2 separate regions of the Mus musculus genome follow, and region 1 is linked to region 2. The links are chromatin contacts, called in public capture Hi-C maps. All regions are on one chromosome and are shown on one strand. The core of a region is the stretch at or near the end of the contact, and the rest is flanking DNA. Distances in the headings are between cores, read along the strand shown. Region 1 overlaps Gm40072 (a long non-coding RNA gene). Region 2 has its middle 16 kb from the start of Gm23440.

The links. Capture Hi-C pulls out chosen DNA fragments and counts their contacts.
Region 1: a contact with region 2 is called in a capture Hi-C map of embryonic stem cells, with 5 times the contacts expected there. The contact joins two enhancer-like sites. A contact is called at or near these places in 6 of 39 promoter capture datasets (the 3T3-L1 cell line, the C10 cell line, hippocampal neurons and 2 more), 5 of 484 Hi-C or Micro-C datasets (Th1 cells, bone marrow-derived DN3 thymocytes, bone marrow-derived macrophages and 2 more) and 2 of 9 other capture datasets (adipose tissue and embryonic stem cells).

What each region holds. Positions count from the first base shown.
Region 1 is chr3:79,328,504-79,334,960 of GRCm38.p6, forward strand. Gm40072 (a long non-coding RNA gene) reads right to left here. Exons shown (of 3, transcript XR_867363.1): 2 at 6,368-6,457; 3 at 5,702-5,728. Among named protein-coding and RNA genes, the nearest start is that of Gm40072, 4.8 kb to the right of the region's middle. Within about 2 kb of position 2,333, at least 22 of the 459 cell types and tissues checked have an H3K27ac peak or open chromatin away from gene starts, as enhancers often do.
Region 2 is chr3:78,960,635-78,966,300 of GRCm38.p6, forward strand. It overlaps the pseudogene Gm9762. Among named protein-coding and RNA genes, the nearest start is that of Gm23440, 16 kb to the right of the region's middle. Within about 2 kb of position 2,002, at least 9 of the 459 cell types and tissues checked have an H3K27ac peak or open chromatin away from gene starts, as enhancers often do.

The DNA of each region.
Region 1 (6,457 bases), core at 1,083-3,582, 370 kb after region 2:
GAGGGCAGCAGCAGTCATTAAAGCATTTACAGAGGAGAAGGTACTGGCGCACACTTAGATGGGAAGAAGTGTTTAGGAAAGGAAGAGGCAAGTTTCAAATCTCAACCACTCATCTTCTTCAGATTACTTTACCCTATACAAAAAGCTGGTCGCCGTCTGTGGCAAGTGAACAAGCCCTGCATATTACTATATGTGCCAGGGGCTCTCAGGTTACGTGCTATGAGAACCTCTGGTCAGCCTTGTTGATGGCTATGCATGTGCAAATGCGGACCCAGATCCTCTGAGTTTTCATGAGAAGCTGGACATTCATATGTGAAAGTCTGATATTTTAATGGTGAAGATGGAAAGAAACCCAAGCTTCATGTGATCTGGGCACACATGCCCAGCATTGAGGGAGAGAGTTCTGCTTGCTCCACCCCCCCACCCCCCTCTGTGTACCTGGCTCCCTCTGGGGCTGTTTCCAGAAGGAGGCTACAGGGATGCTGTCCATGCTGTCTGTACTCCTGCTTCCTCTGCACTTCCTCTGCACTTCCTCTGCACTTCCTCGACTCCTTCCTACCAGCTCTCAAGTGCAGCTATTCATCTCCTTAGCTCTTTTGTTGGTTTCTTAACTCAGTTTTAATTTTTTTGGGAAGGGGGGGGGCGGGAATGAAGCTGTGGCCGGGCAACATTTTTTGTATGTGTTTTGTCTGTATATGGGAGATATATTCTCCACTGATATCACGCCCAGGAACTGGATGGGAAGGAAGAGAAGGGAGCATAAGGTCAGTCCACGGCAGTGAGACAGAGAGTAGTAATTCACCAAGAAAATGCCAAGCCTTGACTGCCTTCAGGTCCCAGACAGGCTTGGAACTTAGTGTGTTCCTCTAACACTGAAGACAGCTTTCCTGTGTGTGTGTGTGTGTGTATGTGTGTGTGTGTGTGTGTGTGTGCCCCAGGTGGAGGGGGGTGTGATCAGGGGAGGGGAAGGGAGAGTAACATAAAAGACAACTGTGTTTGCTCTTAAAGAAACAAGGAATAAAATGACATAGAAAAGAAACTTTATTTTCATTGTTCTAAATAGATGTTGTAACTGTCTGTAATGAATGATTTCTCATTTATTGATAGTAAGTCATTTTGAAAATGCGCATAGTGCAAATGGCCCCTTCTCGACCCTTTGGTGATGAAACTGCTGTGTATGTGATGTTTTAGTAACTCACACACACTATTTTTTAAATTGAAAAAAAAAGGAAAGATGTTATCTATTTATTTGTGTAGGGGAGGCACTCGCAGTGGGCAGAGGGCGACTTGGAGGCGTTGGTTTGCTCCTTCCACAGCATGGATCCTGAGGAAAGAACTGAGGGCCTCAGGCTTGGCAGGCAGGTGCCTTTACCCGCTGAGCCACCTCACTGACCCCAGACACACCATTGTTTAGTTCCTGCTGTGCACAAGGTGCCAGGCACTGTGGGGGAGAGGAATGGCAAACAGGCTAGAATCTCTTCTGAAGCAGTTCACAGTGAGAGATTTTCCAGGGGCACGAAGCTCCCCTGTAAAGCCGTGTCAAATCTTAAACAGTTCCAAACAACGAAAAAACTCTGCACCAGACACTGGGCCCAGAAACATCACTTTACATCCATGTGAGCATAATCCAAAACACATTTACTCTGCTGTAGCCACTCTGTTTTTCTCTCTCCAAAGAAAAGTGCAAAATTGCACTTTCTTGAAAGCTCCTTTAAAATTTTTAAACAGTAAGTGGTGCTAATATTTAATCTTGAGCCAGCCTTGAGTCAAGCTCGAGGATTCAATTACTATATACAGTAATTTTCTGTTTCAGCCGTTCCCCCGCCCCCTTTCCTGACCTCCATATTGAGTGTTCTCTTTAGACCATCAGGAATTTGTGGAAAATGCTGTCATCGCTCTCCCCACTTCCTCTCTACCTGGTACTAAAGCTGGGGAGTCACCGTGTCTTTCTGTTCTCAAGGCTGACAAGGATTATCAGTAAATGCACAAAGGCAATAAAAAATAAAATAAAATAATAAAACAAAATAAAGCAATCAGGTGGTTTTGCCACCCAGTGAGGAGAATGAAGTCCAGACGCTGACAAAAATCAAACAGATTTGACTAATGTTATCCTTCATTTTATTTTGAGGCTTCTCTAGCAAGGTCAAGAGAAACCACTCAGGACCAAAGACCTGAATCGACTCTGAGGACATCAGCTAATAATGAATTGTATTTTAGTTGAGTCCCAGGGACTGTTATAAAAAGAAGACTGTCTTAGATCCAGAGGTGCTCAGTTTCTTACGGATAATCACCACAGTGACTCACCCCTGCGTCCTCTGTGCAGGGACACCCTCGGGGCTATGGAGCAGTGTGCACGTGGACCCTATGACATCTATGGAAGTCGAATCCTGCTTTCCAGACGGACATAAAATTCATGTGGTTTTTTTCATACATTTTTAAGTAGTTCCTGACCCAAGTATACAAAATTGAGAACAGGTGACCAGTGTTTCCCAAAGAATGATAAAAATTCAGGGCATTTTAAAGAAGAAATGCCTTCAGGGAAAGTTACCTGAAAATCCCAAGCTGTGCTCAAGATTATGTGGGGAAAGACAGGCGTGGAACTTGGGGACAGAGAACATTTTAACATGGACAAGACTCTGGTTTTTGTCCCCAGAAATAAAAAAATTAATAAAAATAAAACTAGGCTTCAAAACCACGTAGTCACCACCCCATGTAACACTGTTAAATTTTATCTATGTTTTAGACCTTTATTCATATTCTCCCAATCATTTCTAAACCTGTGGGATGTGGGCAAGACTACCCAGCAGGTAAAGGCATTTGCCACCAAACCTGTCAACTTGAGTTACATTCCTGAGACTCACATGGTGGAAGGAGAGACCTGACTCTCTCAAGCTGCTCTCTGACCTCCACATGTGCATGTAAATAATAGTAAAACCAAAAATAACTTAAAGCTATTGCAGTAATATTAGGTAGTCAATAAAAATGTCTTAGAGTCTTGAAAGAATAGAAAAATAAAAAAAGCTTAATTGGCCCAGCAGGCTTTTTAAGATTACTTATTTTAAAAAAGGGTGTGTGGGGCTGGAGAGATGGCTCAGTGGGTAAGAGCACCCGACTGCTCTTCCGAAGGTCCAGAGTTCAAATCCCAGCAACCACTTGGTGGCTCACAACCACCCGTAATGAGATCTGACTCCCCCTTCTGGAGGGTCTGAAGACAGCTACAGTGTACTTATTTATAATAATAAATAAATCTTTAAAGAAAAAAAAGGGTGTGTGTGTGGTGGTGGGGGGGGAGTGGGGGATGATGACGAATGTGTGTTGAATGAATGTAGACCATTGAAACGTGACAGTGCCTCTTCTTCGTTACATCTCTTCTCTGGTAACTTTTCAGAAAGCTGTATTAGTTTGTAATAAAATTACAATAGAAAATTATTTTGGTGACAATCAGTGTCTAGTAATTTATAATATATATAAATCAAGAAAGTATACCTGGACCAGAGATGGAAACCAACCACACGGCTGCATGAGCAGTCCCGGCAGAGCGTAGAGGATGTGGCGGCGTCGGACAACAATCATCTAGTTCTGGCACGCAAAGTGAACTTAAACGGCTGTGTTGCAGAAAAAGGTTGTGATGGGAAGGCAGCCGCAAGAGAGGGCAGATGCGTGAAAGCCACTGCCGCCGCCACTACTCTGATGACTCCTGTAGAAAGAGCTTGAACCTGAGGTGGGACACAGTTGCATGCGTCTTCAGGGAAGAGACTGTTTGCATCCTAATGCATGCAGTCACTAGATTGTTGAAGTGCATACCTCTCTTCTCTCTCTTCTATTTATTTAATATATGTGAGTACACTGTCACCGTCTTCAGACACACCAGAAGAGGGCATCAGATCCCATTACAGATGGTTCTGAGCCACCACGTGGCTGCTGGGAATTGAACTCAGGACCTCTGGAAGAGCAGTCAGTGCTCTTAACCACTGAGCCATCTCTCCAGCCCAGCCTCTGCTGTCTTCTACTAAATGCAAACAGCTGTGTGAGCTGTGCAGCTAGCTATTCTTGCGAATCTAGCTTTCAGCTCATTTGTAATAGCAGTGGATTTCCCTCTCCATTGTTGTATCAATAAAGAAGAGTTAATTTCGTTTTCTTATCCAAGATAACGTTGACGTGCATTCTTTCATTTTATTCGTCCTTGCTTCCCATCTTACCCAGTGTATGCTGGACGACGGCTGAGCTATTGGCCCCTCTCCCCATCCCAACATCTGTAATTAAGTCAGTTAAATCACATTCTGCAACTAAAAGCGTGAGTGCTTTGTATGCATTGATGTATTTCTTTTTTAAGATTTAGTTACTTAGTATGATTGGTATTTTGATTATATGTCTGTCTGTGTGAGGTGCCAGATCCTCTAGGACTGGAGTTACAGACAGTTGTGAGCTGCCATGTGGGTGCTGGGAATTGAACCCCAGTCCTCTGGAAGAGCAGCCAGTGCTCCTAACCACTGAGCTATCTCTCTAGCCCCTAATTTTTTTTTTTTCCAGTTTGGGGCAAGCTAGGTTAAAAACTACCACTGAGATACACCTCCTATTTCAACTTAAAATAACTCTTAAAACTATTATTTGGGAAATTATCTCAATTAAAAAAAAAACCATGTTAGTTATTATTGCAAACATGTTTTGTTGACAACATCTTTGTAAGCCGACCAGTGTCAGCGGCCTGGGTTTACTATTACCTTGGGCTCACAGCCACTTGGCTCGAAACCAACAGAGATTCCTAAAGGAGGGAAAACCTTTGCGAACAGGCTGGCTGCTTTCTGCGCGATGAAAGAGACAAAGCTGCATACTGAGAAACTTCCTGAGAACCCTTTCCAGGTAACTGAGCATTTTGAAGTTTAGTGGGAACTAGGCCATGATGACAAGCTTTCGCTGTAAGGTTCCAGCATTCTGGTACCAGTGCAGGACAGTGACAGAGGAAACCCAAGTCCTCTCTGTACAGATAAAATGGCAGTCTCTTTTGGCTAATCTCAAGTGCAGAGTTTTGGAAGAGGCATGAGGATGTCTTCTATTCCTAGACCACCTAGAGAAAGCCAAAACAACATCTCTATGGACTGTACGATCACCTGAATGAGCCAGCATCCCTTAAAGAAGGTGGACACCCTCTCACAGTCAGCCTTTCCTTCTCTAAATGCCAATGGTTTGCGCTGTGTCACTTTTCCTTTCTGCTTTTTCTCTGGGACACGCTTGTGCTGTGACACGTATTACATCATGGCCTTTGGAACATCGAGTCTCTAACTACTGGGCTGTGCAGATCCTAGGCCAGGGCTCAGCAAAGCACAGGGAGTGGCAGCCTAGTTGAGAACTCACTGTGACCTGCTTGTTCTTCAGACCCTTCTCAAAAGTATGTTGCCAATTCTTCCTCATTGCTTGGGGTTTCATTTATCTAAGAGCACCTTGGCATTTTTCAGATTACCAAGAATCTATTGTAAAGTGACAGGGACTTAGTAAGTAGATAAGGAGAGCGAGACAGATTGCTCCTGTAGACTGTTTCCTGATATGGACGATAAACATTAGTAGACAAAAATGTAGCCAATCGGGACCCGGCAGGAGTGCTTCTAATTCAAAGTCTGATATAAACTGGGCCCCTAAGAAAACCAGAGAGAATGTGAAGAGTCTGAAAAGATGTAGCTTAGTGGCAGAGCATTTGCCTAGCCATGTGGGGTCCTGTGTTCCATCTCTAGCACTGTGGAAAAAAAAAAAAAAAAGAGTTTTTGAAATGGTAGACATGCAAATCTGTGTGTGTATAAATGGTTTTTATTTATTTCTTGCATTTATTTCTTTTTTATTTCTTTCTTATTGTAACTTTTTTCTTCCTTCTTTAAACAATAAGTTTTACCAATTCTTTGCAAATTTCAGAGAAGGCATTTGATCATATTCCCCTCCCCACCCATCCCCCAACTCCCCCCAGGTCCACCACTCTTTACTTACCTACCCAACCTTGTGGTCCCCACCACTTTCTTCCCCTTGGGAAGCCCAGTGTGTACAATGTGTGCTGTCTAAGAACTCTTGGGTATACGTCATTCACTAAAGTATGGTCAACCCACTAGGGGCCAAACATTTAAAGAAAACTGACTTTTCTTCTCCCACTAGCTATTGATTGCCAAAGGCTTTTCAACCAACAGTGAGAGTTTTGAGCTCACTTCTCAGTGCTGGGCTTTGGTCTGGCTTGAGCTTGCACGGGTTTTATGCACAATGCCACATCCACTGTGAGTTCGTATGGGTAACTTCCCTCCTCTGCCTGGTAAACACTGTCTCACTGTCGCCTAGGAATCCACAACCTCTGGCTCTTACATCCTTTACAGCTCTGATCCCATGATGATACCTGAGCCTCGGGAGAAGGGAGTGTGAGACAGGCTGAGCATCTGTGCACCATGACCAGTTGTGGGTCTCTTGTTAATCACCATCCTCTGCA
Region 2 (5,666 bases), core at 752-3,251:
CAAATAATACCGAGTAGGATGTGCTTATTTATTTAAGTGAGGAGAGAGAGCTATTAATCAATTAATGGAGAATAGATGCCATGAGTTTGAAAGAGAGCAAGAAGGGGTGTGTGGGAGGGTTTGGAGGGAAGAAAGGGAAGGGAGAAAGATATGATGTAATATAGTTATATTATAATCTCAAAAAATAAAAGATAACATTACAAGCCTGACTTTCACCATAATGGCTGGTGTATAAACCAACCCAATATTCATGACACTTGGCGGTAGGCAGGAGATGTCCCTCTCCTCCCACTAAAGAAAGCAATTTTGATCCGAGACACCTGCGAACATGTTGTGCTACAGGGCAGAGGGGAATTGAGAAGCATGGCTAACATAGCAGTTGTCAGCCTTAAAGGTGGTAGATGACCCTGGAGTGCTGAGACAGGCTTAGGACCATCACAGTGTAACATAATTCAAACCTACAAGGAATAGAATGGAAGGTTTGATCTAGATAAGGATTGTGGTATTGAGCCCCTCTGTATTGGAACAGATCTGCTTAGTAGGGCTTCTCATGCAGACCTTAGACGGGCACAGGGGAGAAGCTAACTGGCAAGGAACATCCAGCACTCATGAAAACCTCAACTTGATTCCTAGTAAGGAAAAACAGTTCTTAGACCCCTTAAGGTCTTGAGCAACAAGGGAAGGAGCCTGGAATCAAAGACTGTCCAGAGAGCAAATGGGGCATGCCACAACACTGCAGCCCCTCACAGCTACTTCTCGATGGGAAAAGGCAGGGTTGTTCTCTGAAAGCTGAAACGAGCCCAAGATCTATCCCTTCGCTTCGTTCCTCATGCACTCATGTGTGCAGTATCGTATCTTGCTATTTTTCGAAATATGTGGAAAGAAGCCAAAGAATATTAAAGAGAATTCTGCAGAGAGGAAATGCAAAAGACTTTTACCCTTGGGGGGAAAAAATCCCTTGTGTGATGCAACCTTCCAAGATGACTCCATATTTCCTACATACATTTCTTGATGTATAGCACCTGAGTGTTGTCCTAGAGAATTCTCCCTAGAGAATGAGAACCAAGATTTGATGGGCTAGCCAGTCCCTTAATTAGGTCACATTGTAACACAGAGGTGGTAGGAAAGCCTGGCCTAGAGGCAGGGCTGTAACCTCTGCAATGGGGAGGCTGAGGAGAAAGACAGAAAGCTTGAGAGCTCAAGAAGAGCCTGGGCTACATAATCAGATGCTGTGTTTTAAACCCAAGTCTGGAAAGGTATGTCAGAGGTCGAGATTTACTGACATGCCCAAGCCTTACTCCCACCCTGCTCTAAACCAGAACCACGGAAGAAAGGATAATTGTTCTGTTGATCACTCTATGTCATTCAGGATTGCAGTTTATCAGACTGAGATAAGAGTCTCCCGTTGTCTTAGAGCACACACACTGCATGCTGTGTGGTACATGATACACATGTCAGTAAACGGTTACTGTTATGAAATATAAGGCAGGCGACAGGCAGGGGTAAGGGGGTACCTCGGAGACCCGTGCCAAGTTGTCCCCCGGAAAAGTCACAGCATGAGGCAGACCTGATATAAGGAGGTCTATTTGGGGAAGGGAGGAAAACGAGGGCCTGGAAAGGGGTTAGAAGCAGACAGAGCCACGATGCAGGGGGTTGGGGGGGAAGGTAGAGAGAGAGAGAGAGAGAGAGAGAGAGAGCGCTGGGGTAGCACTCAGTTCTCTTATATGCTGCCCAGGCCACCTGCACCTGTCAGTGGCACAGATGATGACACACTATTGCTAAGTCCCTGTTACTGAGTCCCTGGGAAGAGTTCAGCCGAATCACCTGCAAGCTAGCAGTTGCACCTTCTATAAGCTAAGACATCCAGAAAGGAGATGGTGACTTTGGTCACACCACTAACTGCAAAGAAGTAGATTCTGCCAACTCTTGAAATAAGCCAGGAAACAGACACTTCATAGCTGAACCTCACAAAGAGAACCCAAAAAGAGAAGCTTCCTCCCTTCCGACCCCAACCCCACTACCTGTTCACCCCAAGCTGAGAACACCACAGCTGGCGTGTGCCCGGGTCTGTGACCCCTAGAAACGGAAGTATTAATATGTGTATTATTAAAACTGTGGCATTAATGAGTCACTCTGAGGTAAAACTGAGTCAAGTACGGCCTGAGCTTCATAGCAAAGTCCTGTCTCTAGAAAACAACAACTACTGACAGCCACAGTAGTTCCTGTGTGGCCATTTGTTACAGCGACCACAGTAAGCTTTACGTTATTCAGGAATGTAACCTAGAGGCCGAGGGAGAAACCATGTGCGCCTTGTCTGCCTGGAAAATTTGAGATTATGCTGTGTGAGCAAGATTACGGAAAACAGGCATCCTCACACATTACAAGAGGCAGTTAAGTCAGTGTGATTCCTATGACAGCTAATTTTTAAATATATATATATATCAAGATTTTAAATCACAGCCCTGTCAGCTATCAAGTCTATTTATAACTTATCTGGAGATACATTCACTAGCAAGAATAGGCTAACACGCACGGAAGCATGGTTTGTAACAATAAAAAATTAGTATAATCACTGCATTAATGAGCAGGACCCTGGCTAGGGGAGTGTGATGGCCATTCTTGGTTGTCAAGCTGACTACATGTACAATACATGTGAAAACCAAGTGCCTGGGCACACCTGTGAGGGATTTTTCTTAATTAAATTATTTGAGGTAGGAAGACACCCCTTTAATCCAAAACTGTGAGGTGGGGAGAGCCACCCTTAATTTGGGTCATACCTTCTGCTGGCAGTGTATATAAAGGACATGGAAGAAGGAAGCTTTTGTTCTTGGCCTGTTTGTTCTAGCTGTCAAGCCCATGCCATCACTGGAATTAGAGCTATTTCTTCAAGATCCTGGTATATATGGAAGACTAACTGAAACACCTAGCCTTTTGGACTAAGCAAATACTGAATTCTTCGACTTTCCATTCGTAGAGAGCGGTAGTTGGATTAACTGGAGTCTAGCCTGTAAGCCGCCCTAACAGATGTCTAACAAATTAATATATACATTTATTCTACCATCAGGACTGTTTCTCTAGAGAACCATGACTAATACAGTAAGTTATAGTCTTTGATAAGCTAGATTCTTTGGAGCCATCAAACATGAAAAAGACTTAAGTATTATCTTAAAGATATTCAAGATATTTTTGTAGACAATGAAAATAATGTCTTGTTTATTTTTTTAATCAATGTGATACTAACCTAGACACACCAAGGAAGAGAGCATTACAACAGAGGGCTCTCCTCCATCTAATTGGCCTGTGGAATGTCTCTGGGCATTTTCTTGATTTCTAATTGATGTAGGAGGGCCCAGGCCACTGTGGTCCTTAGATAGGTGGGTGTGAATTGTATTAGAAAGGGAGATGATCACGCCAGTACACCCATCTCTGCTTCAGTTCCTGCCTCCAGGTTCTTCCCTTGAGTCTCTCTCTGCCTTGCATTCTCTGGACGATGGTTTGGTGAAACAAGCCCACTCCTTCCCAAGTTGCTTTCGGACATGGTGTTTATCACAGCAACAGAGACATGGATAGCAAGCTACCATCTGGGGGCAGAAGCTGAAATATTATCACCAGGGAAGGGGAGTGGATGCCATTTAAGATACTAATGAGAGTATCTGGCTCAGAGATAGAGGCGGTATAGATGCATTGTATACCATGCCCCTAGTGAAGACATGAGAGCAAGGAACACCCAAATATTCACCATAAAGTGACACGCTGCAGAAGACAGCCACCACCCTGGGTCGTGGGAACCGCTGCTGAGATTCCCAAGAGATGTCATGAGAAGAGCCTCTGTGGACCCAAGAAGTGAATCGTGAGAAAAAAAAAAAAAAAAAAAAAAAAAAGTCGGTTTTCAGTTTAACCCAAACCGGAGGAAACCAGGGTGAGTTCAGATCTTTCCTCTCTCCCTCTCCTGACCACATCCTTTTGCTCTAGCCAGAAAAGTCTCATAAAATTGATCTGAATTAGAGTTCCCACTACTTATGAGGCTAAGCATTTTAACAGCTGACCAGAAGAAAAAAAAAAAAAAACACATTGCCTGTGTGTGAGAGAACAAGTAAGAACTTTGTCTTAGATTTCATTCTGTGGGTAAACTGCTTCCGCTGAGAAAAACCCCAACTGTGGAGAACAAAGCTAAGTTTAACTTTCTAGGGAAACATGCGAGAAAACTGTAAGGACAATGAAGAAACAGCATTTTGAACATGAGCGAGCAACAGATAAAATTCTTTTTCTACACAATAAACGCTACAATGTCGATTCGAAACTTACTGAGGAAAAAGGAACACTACTTGATGGTTAATACTTGGAAAGTGCCAAGAATAAAATAGTGACAAAGCAATGCCCTCGGGTACCGTGCGAGTAGAAAGAGAAACCCACAGTGACATTCCCTTCACATCACGGGGTTGTGTTTTATTTTGTCCTGACACTCGTTTTACTGTATCTGAGACAGAAAGTTAGGCCTCACACATGCATACTCTATCAAAGAGCTATGCCCTAAGGCCTGTCCCATCATGCTTTGCTGGGTTTGCCCCGCACCGCACCGCACCGCACCGCACTGCATCACCCTGCCTTGCTTCTGATTCAAGATTTCACCATGTAGCCTAGACTGACCTGGAACTCCTACTCTCTTGCCTCAGTCTCCCACGTGCCAGGCCTACTCGCATGTGTCACCATGCTCAACAGCTCTCAGCACCGCGCAGTTCCCATCTCCTGACCCTGTTCCTCCTGTGACACAGGAGAGGCTTCAGACATGAGATAACAGAAAGATCTGATGGCATTTAACTTTCTTTTTTTTTTTTTTTTTTTTTTTTTTTTTTGTAATGACTGTAGTAATCAGTTTATTACACAGATGAATCATTCGTGAACGTACAAGCTCCAGAGGAGCAACAGGGTCTTAAATATACACACAGATTTCCATCAAATACATCTCCACCCTTACATCGAAATAGGCCTAAAGCAGTTAAAAACATAAGAAAAATAAGAGCTATTAGCTATGTATTAACTGAGAAACCACATACAAACCAAAGATTATGGAAAGGGGCTAAAAGGAGGAAGGCTGAAAGGGCAGGGAGATGTGAAGTGTTGGGAACAAAGCCCACCACACTTTATGTACTAACAGCTCCAGTCCATTTAAATGTTGATCCGTTAACCTTAGACCTTAAAGCACAGCATGTAGTTTAATCTGTTTGGTCATAACTTTCACCTAAGTTGTAGGTCCTTCAGGATGAAATGAATATAGAAACAGCTTCACGTTCTTCACCTTGCTTTTTATGACTGTTTGAGATTGGATGGACTCCACTTAAGGACAATCTCCTATGGGTCACTGGAGCTTTTCCTCCCATCCAAGCACACACTGTGTACCTACTACCCCTCACATCTTGCCATTATCCAAAGTTAAGTCAATAAGGAAAGCTTTTAGTCTCACACCTAGGTTATGCCCGGAGAACTGGCTTCTCACACACACACTTCTCTGCTAGGAGGCAATGTTGGTACAGAAGTACAGTATTTCTAGTTTGTTGTTCCAAGTATGTACAACACGCAGCACTGCTGTGTCAGGTAAACATGTGCACAGGGGAAGATGAGGCGTGGGCTCATAGAAAGCAGTCAAATGGAAATCAAAAGTACTTTCT